Regions from separate parts of the Ovis aries genome. Here region 1 is linked to region 2. A link is a contact called in public Hi-C data. All regions are on one chromosome and are shown on one strand. Each heading gives the region's core, a stretch centred on a gene start, on an enhancer-like site or on the middle of the called end of the contact. The rest is flanking DNA. Distances are from core to core; before and after follow the strand shown. Region 1 overlaps AHNAK (AHNAK nucleoprotein). Region 2 overlaps AHNAK (AHNAK nucleoprotein).

What was found. Hi-C and Micro-C count contacts between places; a contact is called where the count stands out from the background.
Region 1: a Hi-C map of liver shows a contact between it and region 2, with 2.1 times the contacts expected there. The contact joins two enhancer-like sites. A contact is called at or near these places in 3 of 16 Hi-C or Micro-C datasets (liver, omental adipose tissue and tail adipose tissue).

The regions. Positions count from the first base shown.
Region 1 is chr21:37,395,237-37,399,070 of ARS-UI_Ramb_v3.0, forward strand. The region is part of intron 4 of AHNAK (AHNAK nucleoprotein); the gene reads right to left. Among named protein-coding and RNA genes, the nearest start is that of AHNAK, 47 kb to the right of the region's middle. Within about 2 kb of position 1,680, at least 9 of the 54 cell types and tissues checked have an H3K27ac peak or open chromatin away from gene starts, as enhancers often do. A contact at or near this core is called in liver, where this site is marked.
Region 2 is chr21:37,357,504-37,361,288 of ARS-UI_Ramb_v3.0, forward strand. The region is part of intron 5 of AHNAK (AHNAK nucleoprotein); the gene reads right to left. Among named protein-coding and RNA genes, the nearest start is that of SCGB1A1, 24 kb to the left of the region's middle. Within about 2 kb of position 1,473, at least 33 of the 54 cell types and tissues checked have an H3K27ac peak or open chromatin away from gene starts, as enhancers often do. A contact at or near this core is called in liver, where this site is marked.

The DNA.
Region 1 (3,834 bases), core at 430-2,929, 38 kb after region 2:
TGTGTTCGCTCTTTCAGTTAAATGACACAGTGAGTCCCCTACATACAAACGAGTTCCTTTCCAAGAGCACACTCACAAGTCCAACAAAGTTAGCCTAGGTACCTGGCTAACACAACTGGCTATATAGTACCGGACTGTAATAGGTTTATAATACTTTTCACACAAATAATATATTTTTAAAAAACACAAAAATAAGCGTTTTAATCTTACAGTAAAGTACCTTGAAAAGTACAGTACTGCAGTATAACAGCTAGCATACAGGGGCTGGCATCGAGTGAACAGGCAAGAAGAGTTACTGACTGGAGGAGGGAGGGGACGTGGGAGGTGGTAGAGCTGAAGGATCGTCAACAATAGGAGGCGGCAAGCACACGGGCATCTTTGAAAGTTCACAGCTTGAAGGTCCCTAGTAAGGGACTCACTGTACTTGCACTTCTTTAACAGCCAGTGGCATGAAAACTGAGACAGAGACCTTTAAGTAAGTTGCCCATGATCACACAGCTGGGAAGTCATAGAGCTGGGATTTGAAACCAGGCCATGTGGTTCAGGAACCCACACTCAAAACCATCAAACCATCCACTCACATTTTGCAGCATATATTAGAAAATATGAAAGGAGAAAAAAAAAAAAAAGTCCAAGGCAAAGTTACCAGTATCTCCAAAAGAAGAAGTTATCCTGAAGAAAGTATGGTCCTAAGCTAATTACATAGATTATATTGCTGTGTCCTGTTGGCAAACTTGTAGCCAAAACTTGAGTGCTTTAGAAATAACAGAATAATACTACCATTAATAAACCATCAAAAAAAGATTCTAAAAAAAATAAATTAATTAAATTAAATTAAAAAAAAAAGATTCTGTAGCGGTTGGACTGGATAAAGGGGTAAAAGACAAATTTGTTTTCAGCTGACTTTAGGAAAGGAAATAAATCATCCGGCAATGAATTTCTGATACAAATAGGAAATTAATCTGAAACCATCAAAACAAGCCACACTGCCTTAAAATCCTGTGTTCTCTCTAACAACTGTAAACCTTGGACAGAAACCTAAATTCAGCCGTACTACGTAGTGAGTCCAATTCAATCCCCAAAGATAAACATTAAGGCACTAAATGATTTTAAGCTATACCATGTTAGTAATAGAGAACCAAGCCCAGAGAAAACTTTCAGGGAGAAAAATCCTTTCACAGCCACCATTTCAGCATTTTCCTGAATACAGGTGATGAGGGAAATGGAAGAAAGAACCCAAGATGTTGAGGTGGGCACAGGGAAGAATCATGAAATTAAATGATGTAAGATTGTAAATGCTCTTAAAGTTTTTCTTTTTAAAAGGAACTCCTTGGGACCTCCCTGGTGGTCCTTTGGTTAAGACTCCACACTTCCACTGCTGGGGACACTGGGTTCAATCCCTGGTCAGGGAACTAAGACCCTGTATGTTTCCTGGCATGGCCAAAAAAATTTTTTTAATAATAAATAAATAAAAGGGAATCCTCTGTGGAAAACATTGGACTAGGTGACCGGTGAGCTTGGGAAAAACTAAGACAAGGTCCAGCCAGTGATACAGCTTCTGATGTACCAGAAGATAGGCCAAGCAAGGGACAAGCTAAAGACTTCTGCTGACGTGTCCGGCACTGATCAAAGGAGAAACTTCTAGAGGCCAGGCTGAGAATGCACTGCTGTGTCAGACCGGACAATCAGCCTCGTCATTCCAGGACATGACCACTGTGTGGCAGGAAAGGACGTGGAGGAAGGGCAGGCTGTGACCAAAGAACTCGCTGGAGCCACTCCAGAGAAGAGAGGATACGTGGTACGGGGGAGGGGAGCCATTCCACAGGGGGCCTCCAAGACCCCAGATGCTGGTTTTTTAACATGGATAAGACTGTAGAGAACTGTGTGGAGAAAACTGATATATAACTATATTCCCAAGCAAAAGAGTAGAGACCTCCTTACTCACTCAGTGTAAAATAGTAACCAAGCACATAGCGGTTAAATGGTGCTATTACTATACATGTGATTATGTTACTAATGTGAATCACTCACAATTTCCTGGCCAAGAAGACCGAACTGAAATTTTTATTCTAACATTGAGATCATGTTTTTTTTGACCAACAGATTGGTGAAAAATAACAGAGCTCAATAAAAATCAATAAGGATATAGAGAAAGCATGGGCTTTCATACCCAGAATGTGCAAGAATACAAGTCTTTGGGGAGGGTGATTGGGAGCAGCTGTTAAAATGCGACATGCACGTGCTCCTTTGCTCAGCAATTTCACAGCTAGGTAGTCAAGTAAAATCCTTCTACGTGTGCTCAAAATGGCACGTGCCAGGCTGTTTGTAGACATGGGAAATACCATACAATATACAGTACTTCATTTGGGCCATGCAATAATTCACAGCAGTGAAGGAGAATGACACCGATCTGTCTCTACCTACACAGAACATCTCCACAACATCTCGTTAAGGCAGAAAAAAAAAACATATTGCAAGACAATATGGTATAGTCTTATTTATGATTTCTTTTAACCCACCAAATTGTAAACATCTGGATTATTGAACAGATATGTCAAAAAACTTCAAGTAATGTCTGCAAGGGGGCCACGCCAAGGTGATGACAGTGGTCAGCACTACAGAGGACTGTGCAAATGGGTTTGAGACAAGGAGAACGTACCTTGTTTAAGATTTTTACAAAAATTAATTGCTACACAGCATAATTAAAAATTAAGTCTTTGGAAATATTAGCTCTGAAAATGTCTACCTGCCCACCCAAGTGTCCATCAGCATCGGGAGGGTGATTATTCCAACAAGAGGAGGGTCATTCAACAGATATTTATTGAGTACCCTGCTACAGGGCTAGGCACTGTTCTAGACTCTGAGGAATCTTCAAAATATCTGACTTCAGGGGACTTTCCTGGTGGTCTAATGGTCCCCTTGCAATGCAGGGGACATAGGTTCAATCCCTAGTCAGGGAACTAAGATCCCACATGCCACTGGGTAACTAAACCCGTGACCATCACAAGAGAAGTCCATGCGCTGCAACAAAGACTCAGTGCAGTGGCTAACATATGTATTAGTTATATATATATAAGCCTTCATGAAGTTTACATTATAGAGGAGCTTATGGTATCAGTTCCTTTGTCGACGGCAGAGGGGTCTCTGGTAGAGAGGCAGGGGTTGATAAAATATGCCCAAGTCAGGGTCAGCTCTTTGAGGCCAGGGAAAGAGGAAAAGGTGTCTGCAGTTGGTCAGCTGCAATGCCACTACCCAGGCCTCATGGAGGGATTAAGAGCAAACTACAGAGGGAAGAAAGGGGACAGCCAAGCCTGGTCTGACTTAGGAATTCCTGGGTGCTTACGGCCACCAAGGAGAGTTCCCTTCCTGCTGCACAGGGCCACTTAAGAATGATGATGGCTGAGAGCCAGCAGGAAGGGGGACAAGAGACAGACAGGAAGAGGACAGTGAGTGAAAGGAAATGAGATTAGAGAGGCGAGCTCGCAGAGGAGCTGCCTATGCTCTACCTCGGCCAAAAGCAGGGAGACCATCTCTCCCTTTGTGTGTCATACAGATGACCAGAGCAAGACCAGAGCAAGGCCAGAGCAAGACCCAGCCGCCCCAACTGTGCAGGAGGCATGAGAGAACCTGCCGGTCCCCAGCATCCTCACTTCCCCTCCCTCCACTCCTCTGTCCCCACCCCAGGCCACCTGGCTTCCCTTTGTTTCCTGTCTAAGCTGAACGGTATAGGGAACAGGGTAGGTGAAGTGACTCCACAGAGACCCAACATGAAAAAGCAGAACTGAGATTAAGCTTAACGGAGTCATCATTTTGCAGTATATACATAGATCAAAT
Region 2 (3,785 bases), core at 223-2,722:
CGAAGGACTGTCCTTCCTGGGCAAATAGGGAACGTTTTCAGAGAATACTCATAAATGAGATCCAGAGGACTCACTCCAAGCCCCAGGCATATAATGACAAATAACAAGAGGGGATTCGAACCAGCCACCAAACCCCACTGTGCCCAGAGATTTCTCAGAAGATGGGAATCAGATGTCATTGGCCTGCAAGTGTCTAGCTGGCTCCTGGGCGCCACCTCCCCCAGAGCTGGGCGGGTGCCCAGCTGAGGAAGCCTGAGCCTCTCAGGGCATTGTTCTCTCGCAGAAGAGGATCTCGAAAGCAGAAGGAAATTAGAAACAACCATACGATGAATACCAGATTCTCCTCTCTCCCTGCTTCGGCTGCCAGGAGATTAAGCAGCGAGGCTGGCTGACAGCGCACCCCACCCAGCAGCTGCAGGCCCTCCAGGACAGCCACTCCACGGGAAGGGCTGGTCCCCCAGGCCTCGCTGTTCCCTGCTGCTATCCACGGTGTCCATTTTCCTCCTCCACTGAGATGCTGGTGGTTCCTTGAGGGCACGTCTGGAGCTTCCTTCCCACAAGGCACAACAGGGATAAGCTCCAGGCACCCTGTGTTTGTTGACTGAGTGACTGATTCCCTCTGGGCACCCGTCTAAGCACTTCCCAGGTATAAACTCACTGACTCTCCCCATAGCCACCCTGTGGGGGAGAAATTATCATGAGTCCCCTCTTAGAGATGATGAAGTGGGGTCCAGGCAACCCAGCCAACGGGGCTGGACTGATCCAATGTGGCAGGTTTGACGGGATCAGACCATCCTGCTCCTCACTTCTCACCAACGTCAGCCTCCCCCAGCGACTCCGTGAGATGTGTATGAAGCCCAAAGTCCTACCCCAGGTGCTGGATAAGGAGGGTGATCCCTGGACAGATGTATTCCCTTCAGAACCCACACCCCAGAGACAGCACAGGCTGGGGATGGACATGAAGGAGTTTTTGAGGAGGTGTCAATCTTACCAACTCAGCAGACGCACACTCCTGCTAAGAACTTTCCCTTAAAAATGCATTTTTTTTTCCTGTTGGGGCTAATATTCATTTTAACGTAATGTTGTGTTATATGCCGCCTACGTAAGCAGACACGAGCCTCCAGTGTTGTGGAATACTGAGCTCTTGCCTCTAGTCAAACTGCTGTTTGCTTTCTGCTGCAGCCATAGCTACGATTGGAATAAACAGAGGGGAGAGGTTTGGCTCCCAGTCCTACTAGCTGGGCGCTGGGCCACCATTCCCCCAAACAAAGGGGAAAGATGCCAGGAGTGACGGACCAGGGCTAATGGGGAAGAAAAACACTCTTCTATTCCAGGGGCTACTGAGTAGGGTCACAACTCCCCAGAGAGGGGTGGGGAGGGGGCAGGGAGGCATTCCCTTAACCCCTGTGTGGAGCCAGCAAGTTCTCTAACTGTGGGCAGCAGAGGGAGGAGCCGGGCGCCATGACCCACAGCCCTGCACATGATGTCAGGCTTGGAAGGTGCCAGCGAATCCCAGCTTGTCCGTGATGGGCCTGGACCTGGATCCCAAGGCCTCTCTGTCCAGCCCGCGGCTCTCGCTGTCCACCCTGCTGGCCACTGGCTTCAGGATCTGATAGCCCCATGCTGTGTGTGCAGTGACCTCCACCCTCGGGATCATACTGCGTAGTAGCCGTGCCTCTGACCTTGTCCTGGGCTGCTGCGTCCATCTGAACAAGAAAATCCAAGGATAGGCTTTGTTCTTGGGCTCTCCAGTGTACGATCACACAAGCGTGATCTGTTTCTTTAGAGTCTGGTATGTTGCTGTTTTTCAGTCGCTAAGTCAAGTCCGACTCTTTGCAACGCCATGGACTCCAGGCTCCTCTGTCCTTCACTATCTCCGGGAGTTTGCTCAAATTCCAAGTCCATTGAGTCAGCGATGTTATCTAATCATGTTATTTAACCATCTTATCCTCTCCGGCTCCCTTCTCCTTTTGCCTTTAATCTTTCCCAGCATCAGGGTCTTTTCCAACGAGTCAACCCTTTGCATGAAGCGGCCAAAGTATTGGAGCTTCAGCATCAGTCCTTCCAATGGATATTCAGGGTTGATTTCCTTTAGGACTGACTGGCATGATCTCCTTGCCAGTCCAAGGAGATCTCTTGAGAGTCTATTATATCAAATGTTAAGACAAAGGTTGATGTAAAGATCAGGGTTACGGATTCAATTTCTAAATAAGCCCGTGGTCATATCAAGGGAAATAAGGAATTTTCATTCCCCCAGGGGTCTTCACCATCTTGCCCACCTCCAGTCTCAGAAGGCATCTGAGTCTTTTTAGAAAAACCTCCCCTGTGTTCCAGTAACAGCCAGCACCTCTTGTGCAGTGATCTCACCTGCCCCCCCCCTCGCCCCGGTTTCTTTCAGGGCACAGTAATCAACTGCAATCTTGCTTCAAAATCCTTACCTCTCTTTCCTGCTGGCTTCTTCTGCTCTGCCTATACACACCTTCAGGTATGCCTCGAATGAAAATTCCTGTGTCTGCCTCCTGTGCCCAGAGAGGTCCCATCTCTCCTCTCGCCTTGAACTCCAAACTTCCCAGTAGCCCAATTTCATCTCCTGAACTTCCCCCTGGGGATTCCTAAGGCCCCTGCAGTTTACAACCCAGCCTGGCTACTCAATGGGAACTGCCTCTCAAGAGTCACAAAAATCTAGAAGCATTGAAGCTCACAGCCACTTCTCAACACCCATTCCATTTGACTTCCTTTTGGCAACGAACCCAACAGAAAAGATTTTTCCTTGCAAGAGGTACGTGGGGCAAGCACTGCTTGTTGCCTATTCAAAGCCATTTCCCTTCTCCTTAGCTGGCAGACTCCCAGCTTGGTTCAAACACAGGAAGGAGATTCTTTTATTTCAGCTTCTAGTCCAACAGTAACATGGGTCCTTTCTGACCAGTGGGACACAGGTGGAGATCAGCTGGGGTCTTCTGGGGACAACCCCCCACCACCACCCAGCCCCACAAATAAAGGGAGACATGAGGACAAGATGCTGTTTCCTGCTCTGCCCAAGCGGCTCTGTGTCCTGTCTTTGAACTTAGCCGTGTGAGAATGTGATTCCTGAAGCTGAGGGAAGGTCAAGAGGACCTCGGTGACATTGACCAGAGGTCTGCTACTGGCCATCTTAACCACGAGAAAAATAATCCCTCTTACTCACAGACCGAGAAACAAACTTAGGGCTACCAAAGGGGGTGGGTGGAGGGATTAAAAGACGCTTACTCCTTGGAAGGAAAGTTATGACCAACCTAGACAGCATATTAAAAGGTAAAGACACTACTTTGCCAACAAAGGTCCATCTAGTCAAGGCTATGGTTTTTCCAGTAGTCATGTATGGATGTGAGAGTTGGACTATAAAGAAAGCTGAGTGCCGAAGAATTGATGCTTTTGAACTGTGGTGTTGGAGAAGACTCTTGAGAGTCCCTTGGACTGCAAGGAGATCCAACCAGTCCATCCTAAAGGAGATCAGTCCTGAATGTTCACTGGAAGGACTGATGCTGAAGCTGAAACTCCAATGCTTTGGCCACCTGATGCGAAGAGCTGACGCATTTGAAAAGACCCTGATGCTGGGAAAGATTGAAGGCAGGAAGAAAACGGAACAACAGAGGATGAGATGGTTGGATGGCATCACCGACTCAATGGACATGGGTCTGCGTAAACTCTGGGAGTTGGTAATGGACAGGGAGGCCTGGTGTGCTTTGGTTCATAGGGTCACAAAGAGTCAGACACGACTGAGCAACTGAACTAGAACTGGAACTGGA